Regions from separate parts of the Triticum aestivum genome. Here region 2 is linked to region 1. The links are chromatin contacts, called in public Hi-C maps. All regions are on one chromosome and are shown on one strand. The core of a region is the stretch at or near the end of the contact, and the rest is flanking DNA. Distances in the headings are between cores, read along the strand shown.

Region 1 (6,659 bases), core at 2,387-4,886:
TAAAGGCAAGGAAGGTTGCAAAGTTGTGTGTGAGCTCTGTGGCATGTGCTGTGCTGTTCTTTTTTCGTAGTGGTAGTGCTTACCAGACCCAGAGGCCCCTTGTATTCTTTTCCGTGGAAAAAGAAGAAATGGCAAAGCTATATATCAATCATACTATGAAGGTATGATAGATACGTTCTTTTGTCAGAAAGAAAAAGAGACAATATATCTTACATATAGTCGGACTCGGTAGATATGAATTTATACCTCCAATGCTTTACTATTAGAGGGTGGAGCCAGGGGCAACCCCCCCTCCATTGAGCTCATGCATCGCCCTAATCTAGAGCTCACACCTCGTCCCGGCCTCAAGCATTCCTTGTATGCCATGTCAACACCTCGACGCCACAAATAGCACATGCCTTGTTACGGTGTCAAGCCTCTTCATCATGTGTCAACCCAATGTCAAGTGTAGGGATGCTCATGGCAAAGCTGTATCAATCATATGATGGTATGGTTGGTAGATTCCTTGGTGGAGGAAAAAAGGGACAATATTTCTTGCACATACTCGGTAGGTCTGACTTTATACCCCTGATGCTTTATCAGAGGGCGGAGACACGGGGCCGCCCCCTCCCCCTCACCCCGTCCATTGAGCTCGCACATCGCCTTGATCTAGAGCTCACACATCGTCCTGGCCTCTCATTCCTTGCTATGCCATCTCGACACAACAACGAGCTCATGCCTTGTTATGGTGTCAAACCTCTCTTCATATCACGCATCAACTGGACGTTAAACCTCATGCCTTGTTATGGTGTCAAACCTCATGCCAAAGAGCCCATGCCTTGTTATGGTGTCAAGTCTCTTCGCCGCGCATTTACTTGATGCCAAGTGTGGGAATGTTCATGGCAAACATATGTCAATCATATGATTGTGTGGTTGATAGATTATTTCGTGAAGATGAGAAAGGGTCAATATATCTTGCACATACTCAGAAAGTCTTAATTTTTAGCATGATGTTTTATCGTAGGGTGGAGGCAAGAGGCAGATTACCTGAACACAACACGCCTGTTGGGAGGTTGGTGGACTGATCTAACAGAAAAAAGGCAAAATCCAAGGAGAGAAAATGGAAGACTATTGTTGCGATGTATATCATGTGAAACATTTGGAAAGAGAGAAACTGAAGATTCTCTTGGCGCTTGCGCCGTTGTTCTGGTTTTCATTCTAGCACATGCAAGCCTCCATATCATCAATCATATGCAATCTTTTTTTAACACATGCAAAACCTCCCCATCATCAAACACATGCAAACCCTCCACATCATAGATTTTATTTTTTATCTTTTAGCAATAAATCATTTCACAGTTTATTGCTAAAAAGTCTCACAGCAACGCGTGGGGTGTTGTCTAATTATTACAACAACGCGCGCCTGGACACGACAAACGTCGGGAGACAGCCCGGCTTATTTCGTGGGCCGCGGCGAAAACTGTGCTAGACACTATTCTGAAAATACGGCTTCTTTAGTGCAGTGATCTTCTGGACGGACGGCCTCGCCATCAGGCCAGACCACCAGGCTTTCACATGCGGATACGCGTCGAACAAAGAAGCATAGGGTGTAGTCGCCAGACATGCGGTAGCAGACACATGGTTAAGGTCCGCGAGGCTGAGGAAGTCTCCAGCCAGGTACTTGCACTTGCTCAGTCGCGCCTCGTACACCTCCAGCACCTTCTTCAGTTTCACAAGGTTATCCTCAACAATTTTCTGGTCAGTGGCTCGCCCGAACATAGGACGGATGAGGCACTCGAGGATAACGGGCTCCAGTGCGGCGGTGTACTGATGGGCCTCCACCTCGAGCCACACATCTACCATTGCCGATTCCTTGAGGTTGCCCTGCTTCAACAGCTCCGGTTTGTTCTTGCGGCATGTGTACTTGCAAATAGCACGCGATTCTAACAAGAAAAGAAAAAACATAATCAGAGTTGTGATAATCAGCAACGGTAGTAACGCGATTCTAACATAAATTGTTCTAAAGCAAACATAAGTATATGCATTTGCCTCGAATCCTGGATAACTAAGACATGTGATTTTTCTTCTCTTTTCTGGTTAAGCTGATGTTTTGAGCATACTAGAATAGGTTGATGGCAATTCAGTACGTAGCAAATGCCATTTCATTCTAATAAGATTGTGGGTCATCGTTTATCCAAGAACGACCACGTCCCTTTCATAGAAATGATGTTGTGTTGTACTTCCCTATGATTTGGTCCTCCGCGATTAATTTGGTTTCTATAATGAGAAAAACATTTCATTATTTGCCTAGTGGAAATATTGTTTCACATAGCAACCAAGTCCCAAAATTTGTACTCCTTTTTTTTCTTTTGATGAAACAATGGGAGCCTGCTGCCAAAGTGACTACAACATCAAGGAAAACATACAAATAATAAAATCGAAAAGGAAAACAAGAGGGGGGCTCCTAATATAGTAACAGCTGACAATTTATACATAATTGATACTTTTTTGCATCACGCTATCTTAGACTGACAGCTTAGGTACCATTATATTTCAACGAAGGTGGAAAACTGGAAATGCCAACTTAGACACACTTTTGGGAAATAAGGCAGCAACATCAACAGCAAAGCAACAATAATGCTTAGAGCATCTTGTCCCTTTTAAGTTTATATTCACAATGGATGGAAAAGAGACACATCTCCAAGAGTTAGCATCATACCCCAGACGTAGAAGTCGCCATCCTGCAAAACCGGCATCTGACCAAAGGGCTGCAGAGGACCATATGAAGACAGTGAGGTTTTTGTCAATCGGATGTCACACCTCTAAAAAACAGGAATCATCAAATGCCACAGTTACATAACACTAAGATCGGTTGGTCAAACCTATATGAACAAGATAACATGCAAACATTTCCATTTTCTTGTACATGCTTCTTTTAGTATAGAACCACCGGTGAACAGACAGCCGCTAAACATACCCCGTAGTAGCAGACTAATTGTATGCATAGATACTTCGACATTCAAATTTATGGCTAATTGCGCATTCAACAAAACTGTAGCTACTAAAGGGATCGACAAAGCAGAGTGTGGAAAGATCTGCTCAAAAGGCAAAAAATGCTTAGAAGCCAAGTCTGAAATTTCGAATAGTACCACTATGGACCCTTAGGAACTAACGCTTGTTTTGATGACCAGTTGATTAGGTCTCCTGCTGAGATCATATGTTGCATGTGTTCGTTTCTGAAATTTTAGTCAGGGCTTCATAAGAACACCAAGCAGGCATGGGTTTCAGTCAAGTGCACCGGAAACGCACCGGAAACCCTTTTGAGACTAGAGTAGAAGCATATATGGAGGGCATTGCAAACTGAAGGCGGTAAGCATACGTACGTTCCTGGCGAGGTGGTCGGGGGTCTTGTGCTCGCCGGCGCCGAAGTCGATGGGCACGACGTCGTACTCGACGCCGGCCTCCTCCAGGGCCGCCACGCACCTCGTCACGTTCCACGACATGGTCATGCCGTACAGCTTCACCGGAGCCATGGCCACCCTGATCCCTGTTACGAGTTACGACCCGATCTGGAGGGTAGGTGAGAGGAGAGGAGAGCAGCTGAGGGAGGAGACGGCGGAGGTGAGAGGAGAGCACACGCTTCTCATTTCTTTTTAAACCTCAAGGTTTACACTTTACAGTTTACAACACAGCCACACACTTTTTCTTCTTCCTTTTTTCTTTTTTGAGAAGAACACAGCCACGCACTAGGCCGATCCCCCATTGGGCCACTCTCGGTCCCTCGTTACAAGCCCGACGGCCCACGGCCGCAAGAGGCAGCTCCCTTGCAATCTTAAGTCCGCTGCAGGTTCGGTACTCTGCACTGCAGGCGTGACAGTTGCCCCTCCTTAAGAGGAATCCCCCGTTCAAGATGGCCGCCGTCGGAGCATGTCATAGTCTTCCCATGTTGCGGTGTCAGCTGGCAGCGTATCCCATTGAAGACGAAGGCCCTGTTCTGTAATCACCCGCTCCCGGAATCTGCGGAGCGGGGAACTGCAACTCCGCCATTTTGAACTGCAGCTCCGCCAACTCCACTCTCGGAGTTGTGGAGCGGAGCGATACCGAACAGCGCCGAAGTTGGACGACCGGAGCGTTGTTCTTCTTTCGTCATGCGGCGGTCCAGGTGGCGACTGGTGTCAGCGAGGTCGAGAATGCGCAGCAGCTCCGAAAACACTGGCGCACAGTGATGGATGAAGGACTTGAGCCGTGAGACGTGGAAGACAGGGTGGATGCAGTTGCCTTGTGGAAGCTTCAGGCGGTAGGCCATCGTTCTGACACGCTCTTCGACCGCGAATGACCCGAAGTACTTGTACGCCAGCATGGGATGGAGATCGGCCTTCTTCTTGAAGGGGAAACTTGTTCTTCAATGTGAGACAGTGTTCAAGCTGCGGATCCTTCTTTATCACCGGGAGAAACAGAGCAGGGTATGGGCTCATGATGTGCACGATCACCCTGGTGCCTAGCATCTCGTTCACCTATCGTTCGGTCTTTTCCTCTTGTAAGGGCGAGTATCAATACATGTCATCCTCTTTTAAGGGCGAGTATCGATACAACCACGTGTTGATCGGTGTGGTGCCTTGCTCCGACGGTGCGACATGTCAACAACGCGTGGTCATACTGACGGCATGAGTGTCATCGGTTCAACGAAGAAGTCCGGGAGCATGGCCTGCATGGTGGGTGGAGGTGTGTTCCTCAGGTGTGTCGGCAGTAATGTGACAAGAGGTTTTTTTTAGAAAAGACCATCATGACTAGCTTTATTAATCACACGATAAAAATACTGTCTATGAACTTACTAACCAAGACAATCTGGTGGCTCATTTGTCCAAACACTAGAAAAGTGATTACAAAAACTGTAATTAGCTATCGCATGTGTCGCTTGATTAGCCGAACAATAACAATATTCAAATTTGATCTTCCCCATGGTTGAAACTACGGGTTTATTAGATACATGTCACTCCAATTATGGTGACACCCAGCAAAGATAGCCACGCCTGCATCCCACCATCTCGTTTGCCCAGTACAAAAGTTATTGCTGCTGTAGCCTGTAGGTGTGCTCGGCCCTGGAGCAAAGCAAGATGCGCGGCAGCAGAACCAACTCCATATGGAGCCACGCATGAAGGGTCGGCAAATGGCTATGCAAAACAAATCGATTTACATACACTAAGCACGTGCTGCCTCGCCAAGCAGAAGGTGCATATAAAAGTTTCAACTTTCATTTCAAGCCACCCCAGCGGCAGCACCTGCATATCTACTCCTCTTTTTTGCCTGTCCAGTCCAGAGCTAACGCCCCGGCACAAAAACCAAGGTTTCGTGGAGGCAACACGAATATACAGTCAGCAACATTGACTTACGACAACATCACAATATACAAGACTCCGACCCTGCTACGAAGAATGGCATTATTACCAACAGCGAGCAGTCTGACGCCGGTTATCTGCCGGCGGACAGTTCGATGGCGTCCTGGTTGTAGATGGAGTCTTCGCCCCAGTCGAACCGCTGCTGCATCCGCTCGTAGTCCTCCCTCCTCGTCACCTCCACCTGCTGCCACTCCTCCCACCGCTCCGCCAGGCCTTCCCCTTCCAGCATCCTTACCACCTCCGACATGGAGGGCCGGTCCTCGGGCGACCCCTGGGTGCACAGCAGCGCGATCTGCATCATCATCTCCACCTCCTGCCTGTCGAAGCTGTTGTTCAGGTTGCGATCCACGATGGCGTCTAGATTCCCTTCTCTTTGTAGCTTCTTCACCTGCACATTTGCGGCACGAACATTATGCTTTAGATCATATGCTGCGGCATCCAGGATTTATTTTAACTAGTGTCGTGTAGTGCTACTCTACCAAGAATGCATGTCTTTTTGTTCAACTAGTGCGAGTCTCTTAAGTTGTTGTCCATAGAGTTCTTCATACACAAAGCTTACTCCGTAGCAGCTTGAATCAATCAAGTTTAGATGGGGTGGGAAGTGGAGTTGACTTACATGATCAAGTAACAGCACGTCATCTTCTTCCTCCAGACGTGAAAAGTCAATGGCGCGCTGCCCGGTGACCACTTCAAGAAGCATTATACCATAGCCGAAAACATCTGTTCTCTCAGATGACTTCCCTGTGGACAGATATTCTGGTGCAATGTGACCCATAGTCCCTCGGACTTGAGTGGTCACAGATGTCTTCTGTACATCCACCAACTTTGCCAAGCCAAAGTCGCCCACAACTGGTTCGAAACCTTCATCAAGCAAGACATTCGCGGCCTTGACATCACGGTGTATGATCTTAGGATTGCAGTGCTCGTGCAGGTACTCCAGTCCACGCGCTGTGCCTATAGCCACTCGTTTCCTTGCGTTCCAATCTAATATTGGTTCCCCAGGTTTAAATTCTGCACCATTCAACACAAGGAGCACATAAGAGAAAAGTATACAGATGGAAAGAAAACAGAAAAACTAACAAATAGATTTAGTCATTGTAAACTGAAAGGTAATGAATGTCCACAACAAAAACGAAGCAGACTAGAAAAACATTTAAGAAAAATCATGTTCTGGATGTAGAAGCAAATTGCATTTCACTCACTTTAATCATTTAATAAACACTGGATGTTGGATTTTACTGACTGGCCTTTTTCCTTTCTTTCATCACTTACCTGGATGGTATA
Region 2 (6,516 bases), core at 1,531-4,030, 520 kb after region 1:
ATTTAAAATCAGGACTATGGGCCAACTGGCCACAGAAGGATAAGTCAAGTACAAGATGTACCATGTCACTAAGTTAGCCGTTGCCAGAATCATGTATCAATGGTTGTCATTGCGCTAATATTACGTCCATGTAACACAATCTAAGCTCTAAACTTGACAAAATTAGCACTAAAATATATCTTGCAGATGCTACAAGAAAAAAGAACTGAGATTTGCTTGGAACTGTGGATACTGAGGAACAACTTAAACTGGAAGCAACATTTACTTGATAAAAAGGTTGATTTGGTCCTTTAGATAACTTCTCCACATTTGCCGTCTCCATCCATGACTTGGATTCACAGCACACAGGATCCATGCCACATATCACAGCTCTATATCCTTCAGCAGGAGAAATCAAAAGACAAAGTGTCTCACATGAATGAATCGTGAGTGCTGAACTACAAAAATTAAGCCTAATGACAAACAAATGAATAAAGATAAAAAAATATCTCAAATCTTTCAAACCATATACTACTACAGTATAATTACCTAAATATAGGTCACACCTACATATCAGCTAGAGATACATATGATTACTTTCAGTGGTTCAGTTCAGTCTCCGACTGTAGGAACGCAAACTTGAACAACTTAACAATCGACAAACTATTGTTGACAAAAAAAGATAGTGACCAACACTGATATGTTTACTTAGAAATACTCCCTCCGTTCCAAAATAGATGACCCAACTTTGTACTAACTTTAGTACAAAGTTGGGTCATCTATTTTGGAACGGAGGGAGTAACAATCAATGGAATTATTAGCAGTCCTTTAGCATGCCAGAGCTTTTAACAATAACAGATGGTGCAAAATTACTCACCATGTACTTTGTGGCGTACTTTCTGCCCTAGTCGAAACTCATATTTCACACTTTGGTAGGCCAGGGCTTTAGCAGAAAGTGCCAGAGAATCACCCTACATGACATTTGAAGTAAAGCTATTTAACATAATCATGACATGACTGGTGCACCTAAGTTTTGGCATACCTCAAGCTTAGAGATTGTGTCACGCAGCTCAGCTGCCAAAGCATAGTTCTCGCTCTCAATAGCATTCTGCAAATCTGCACTGCAACAAAAGGATAAAGGTGAGCTCTCTGCCAAATGAACCAACTTTGGAGTGTTCCACAACAAATTTTCCCTTACGAGATTAGCCTATATGTTAATTAAGAAAATGGAGCACCAGAGCATAATCATTATATTGGGAAAATGTACATGTTATAGTATTTTAAATCTTCTCCTTACGGGTACCAAGGAAATATCAACATACCGCGCGCGTAGGAGATTTAAAGATTTATCCTGAGCTTCATTCTTCGATGAACCTCTTTTAGCTTCACGCTGCCTAGTTACCTCTGTTTCGATCTACAAAATAAGAGATAAGACTTTCTTCACAGAGAAATTATCCTCAAAATTCACTTATCTTAGAAGTGAACGCCATTAAGGTACCTCAGCAAGCTTTTCCCTTAATTGCTTTGCCGCATCAAACTGCTCTATATTCAATGCATACTGGCAAGAACCAAGCAGAGTTCAATAGTGAGGTTCGATTTGCATAAATAATTATCAAACATTTGGATGTATCAGTTGTCAGTGGAAACAACAGTGAAACGATGTTAGATTCAACTAGTAAACTGTAATCTAGACAATTGACTGGTAAAAAATTACAGTATGACAGATATTAGTAATTGCGGTGAGGTGGTGGCAAAGAAGCAAACACTCACCTGTATCCGAGTCTGTACATCCAGCTGAAAGTAGAAGATCAAGATGTCTTCGTTAGCAGACTCACTGCGCTCCAGCCTCGCGGCCGCATTATTGTTACTGTTACTGTTACGAGCATCTCCTCCAAAGAACCATCTGGCATTGGTCCTTACTGTGGTGTTTATTTTTCCACGGTTGGTCCCCATGTGCAGCTTTTCCGCACACCAGCGCCACGCGTATGCCCCACGGCTTGCAGGATTTATTTTGTAACAGAACCTCAGATCATTCCTAGCAACACAGGCTGATCTGCAGTTTGTTCCGTGGGGCGTGGCGACCGAATCGCACACAGATATGCCTTGCATTGTATATACGCAATGTGATAGGTCCAAAACATGCACGGGTCGATCGCCACAGCTGGAGCGGCACAATACCCACACCTACATACAGTCGTAAGCAGCTAGTTAATGGGACATACAACTGCACCAGAGCACACAAACAAACAATGACATGCTCTAATAAGATGAACTGAAGCAACTTTGCCTGAAACTCGTTATAATTCTGCTAAATAGGTTGAAACCACAAAATACACCTGAATTAACAAAGGCGTATTCCTATTTAAAAGCAGTGCTAGAAATCCTACTTAAAAAAAATTGCGGGGCATGTTCTTCTAATCCCTAAATGTTGGTCAATCTGTTTTTGAGTTGCAGAACTGGCGTTCAAGTATCGAGACGAGAGGGGGACGATGCTACAGGGTGCGGCGGCGGCGGGGCACGGAAAAATCAAGGCGGGGCGGGGAGGGAGCAGAGCTCGGTTACCGGAGGCGGCGGCCTTGGGCTTGGGGGAGAGGAGGAAAGCACGGTGCGGCGCCGGTACACGCAGCGAGGGACCGCTGGAGCGGGCGCAGGGAACGCGTGGGCGCTGCGCGGCGCCAGGGTACGGAACGGGGTTGCGTTGGTGTTGCGCTCTGTCGCTGCTGCTATGCCTACGGTAGTGGTTGATGTTTGGTGGATAGGGCGCCCCAGCTCCCAACTCGCCGCCCTGGACCAGTCGTTCGTTCTTTAGCCCGAGCGTTTGCTGCCTGCATTAAGATTTTCGTGGAATTCGAGTTAAATTTCTGCCGGGAAATGTAGAAATGAAAAGGTACTGCATCGCACCATATGGTTGCTTTATTTTTATTTATTTATTTGCGAGGCACCCTATGGTTGCCTTGCCTTCAATTTGATTATCAAACTATCAAAAATAGGTTACACGATTTGCAAATGATTTCCTCAACGTTTAACTCATTATTTCAGTTCAGTAACAATCCCTCTGTAAACAAATATAAGACGTTTTAGATAACTTATTTGTTTACAGAGGGGTATTATTTATATAAACCTATTGGTTTATGGTCCTGATTACAGAAAATCCACCTCACTCCAGCTGACAAACAACTGCATTTTTCTCGTAAAAGTAATAAATGGCTACTGTAAATCACAAAGGAATGTTCCGTGTTCTCGGACATATGGAGGTATTACCATTGGTCACAACACTAGCGTGCCATTCAGCAAAAAAAGTGATCGCAGTAGGAATAAACCTCTAAATTATCATCTGGCGAACATCAAAGCTCATCAGCGAACCCTACGCGACATAAAAATTTGCGTTGCTTCTCTTCTGTGGCAAGAACTCTATTTGGCAGCGCGTATAACAGTCCCAAGCCAATCGTCCGAGCTTGTGTTCACATCCCCCTTCAAGGCTCTCAGGGAGTGCTCAGTGTCAACCTGCATCACAAAACAACTTTTTAACAAAAACTGTACTGTCGCATTATGAATTTAGTTATCGTTTTAGTCACGTTTTACGGTATGAGCAGAGGAAATATTCACACCTTTGTGATGTACACATCAACTCCAAGCCTAGCTATCGCGGCAGCTTCCAGTATTTTGGTCTCCATTCCTCCAGTGGTGTCGTGTGCGGCTACTGATATCTCCACTGCAGTGAATCGCTGGATATCTTAGGCTTATACAAGCGATACTAGTTTACAAGCAGTACATCTGGATCATGAAATTAGTCTGTTCTCAGTCCAATAAACCATAATTTTGATGACAGCGACTCATGTTACAGATAATTGCTCCCTCAAAGCATTTCCCCCCCTTCAAACGATACATAAGAACAAAGAATGCATTTGGTGATAATAAGGTTGTCACTTAGGAAATCATCACTGACTACTTGAATCAAGCATTTTTTTGTTTTACAATTATCAACTTGAAATTGCTATGTTCAACCTCTGCAGGCTGTAGCGGCATGCCTTCATCAGTATATACTACACAACTATGCAGACATCAACCACTCAACCATCATGGTACACATGGAAGGGAGACATGATGATACCTTCTTTTCTGTTGCCTTGTAATGCAGGTTTTACAATCGACCAGCCTCCGTTGTCATCTACCTCTGTTAAGCAGCACATGTCAGTAAACTGGAATTGCATGTTTTTTCCTGCATTTCCCTACAATAATTGATGTATATCAACCAAGAAGATTACACATGCAGACAAAGTTGATCTACAACGGGTGGATACTAACCTATCTCTTTGAGAAGTACTGCATTTGGGTCAGTTGGAGGACGGTCATATACTCCATGAACATCTGTCTAAATATCAATTGTCAGAGTAAAGAAAAACTTGGCAAAACAATGAAACATATGAAGCATGGTGCATACAAATGAAATAAGATGAAGCCCATCTTATAACAACAAAATTGAATTATAAGAAAGACAGTACAGCTAAGTCAGCAAGTTGCCATACTGTTACAATAAATGATCAAGTCATGGTAAGGAGACAAGGTAACAGTACCAGAAACACGACATATTTTGGAGTCAAAAGCTGTGCAAGGTGGCGTATAATGACATCCCCACTCAATATGGTGCAGTCCTGGTCATTTAATCCTAACATCAGTCTCAGTACAAGTGAATAAATAGTGTGTCCCAACCTGTATGTGAATCTAAACAAGAATGTGGGCATAATCCAATTTAAAACTCACCAGCGATTCATCAAGAACAGCATCTCCGTGCAAAACCTGCGAGGAAACAGACCATTATTCTACACAGAAAACCATAGCTGCAAGTTTGTATTCTTCTTCATATGTAGATGAAAAAAGAACACGTGGAAGTTAGGCGATGCTTCCCTTATTCTTATAACATTACTGAAAAACTGTCCGAGCTATTTCAAATGTCAGAACTGATCTATTACTTAACAATACACCCAGAGCTATGTTGGGAACATATATGTATTGCGAATCATTGCAGCTTACCAAAAGCATTAGTGAAAGATCCATGTAAACAATGCTCATTAAACACAAGTCTAAAGAATATGCTACTAATATCCAGAAACAACATTTTTGCCGCATATGATTCACATAATTGCCGTACTTGGGCTGCAAACTTAGATCAAAGAAAATTTCTACAGAAATAATTACTAAAGAACCTAAGGTGCAATAGCTTACAGGGACAAAACCAGCATGGAGTGACTCAATGATTTGAGAAGCATTGGCTGATGCAAGCTGCAAATGCACATATGTCAACATCTTTGTTTACACGATTAGACATATATCCACAAAAACTGTGTATTGTCAGGTGTCTATCCAAAGATGCAAGAATCCTCTAGTTTGCTCACATCTCTTCGCTGAGTAGACCATCCACAAGCAAATGGTGACATCCCAACAGACGGTATTCCTTCTGCAGAAGCACTTCCACAAGTCATTTATTTACCACTGATTCACACTTAAAAATTAATAGTTTTTATAAAACATATATCACAAAATTGATATATAAGCTGGTCAGGTCATTGAAAATACATAGTAGATATATGAATTGTTATTGCTATATGAACATGCATCCTTGCAATTTAAGTAAAAACTTCAGATCACGACATAATTCATCCAGACAAAGGAACACATGCAGATCCTGTGGAAAAACAATAATAAACATAATCATGAACTTTCAATACCTATTCAAGACGACACTAATGACAACACACTAGTTGATTAGTTCACCATAATGACAGATTACCATGATAAGCATGTAGCTGAATTATTAGCATAAAATGCACTAGTCTTCATTTCTATGTAGTGTACCTCTTGCCAAGGCTCTAACAATTTCCTGGTTGAGAGAAGTCACCTATGTTGCAACATATATATTATTAGAACACTGTTTAAGCATTGCATCAAAGAAGCATGGCATACATCGACAAGATCCTGAAAAAAAATATGGAACTGGAAGTTACGATATCCACATGATAGTGAAATTTTAGAAGTGCACCGTACTGAAATTCTTGTAGCCACAAAGCCAGCCTTCACCAGTGTTGAATGCAACCCTCCTTTATGTACTCCAGATCTACTTGCTTGGAAGTGGCCAAAAGAACCTGAAGTAGTAAATTCAGATAGAGGACTATTACAATCTTGATATCATGACACTAATTTTACAAACTCAAACTCTAGCAGCCCAATTATAGTTACAGGGATTACGGGTACCGTATAACATTGGAACTGACCAAATTCCCTGGTTCTTCAGCACTATCCTACAGGCAGACCCTAGAGACTATCAATCAGACCCATTGCATGCTAAATATCTTCCAAGCAGGTTATTTGCACTAATAATGTAAGCATGGCTCGCTCACTGAGAGGCATTTCAAGGTCACTTGGTAGTTAGCGTCAATTCTGACAGCACATAGCATCCCAAATTATGTTCATCAGTTCGTCTGGATTCTACACCCAAATCAGAAATCACCTAGTTCAGCTCATCAGCAAGCGTAAGACAGA

What was found. A called contact is a pair of places that touch in the nucleus more often than the background predicts.
Region 2: a Hi-C map of leaf shows a contact between it and region 1, with 5 times the contacts expected there. The contact joins the promoter of LOC123079268 here to the promoter of LOC123079264 in region 1. A contact is called at or near these places in 3 of 5 Hi-C or Micro-C datasets (all in leaf).

Annotation. Positions count from the first base shown.
Region 1 is chr3D:415,793,387-415,800,045 of IWGSC CS RefSeq v2.1, forward strand. LOC123079264 (glutathione S-transferase 1) reads right to left here and starts at 3,637. Exons shown (of 3, transcript XM_044501996.1): 1 at 3,363-3,637; 2 at 2,699-2,747; 3 at 1,267-1,922. The coding sequence starts at 3,512. The coding sequence ends at 1,465. LOC123079265 (LRR receptor kinase SERK2) reads right to left here. Exons shown (of 12, transcript XM_044501998.1): 11 at 5,992-6,386; 12 at 5,133-5,763. The coding sequence ends at 5,449.
Region 2 is chr3D:416,309,943-416,316,458 of IWGSC CS RefSeq v2.1, forward strand. LOC123079268 (clp protease adapter protein ClpF, chloroplastic) reads right to left here and starts at 2,781. Exons shown (of 11, transcript XM_044502003.1): 1 at 2,542-2,781; 2 at 1,750-2,163; 3 at 1,478-1,537; 4 at 1,302-1,393; 5 at 1,022-1,100; 6 at 857-950; 7 at 266-378. The coding sequence starts at 2,088. LOC123079271 (isopentenyl phosphate kinase) reads right to left here. Exons shown (of 12, transcript XM_044502004.1): 3 at 6,022-6,119; 4 at 5,833-5,875; 5 at 5,373-5,434; 6 at 5,203-5,259; 7 at 4,741-4,776; 8 at 4,554-4,631; 9 at 4,285-4,351; 10 at 4,091-4,153; 11 at 3,588-3,691; 12 at 3,013-3,483. The coding sequence ends at 3,391.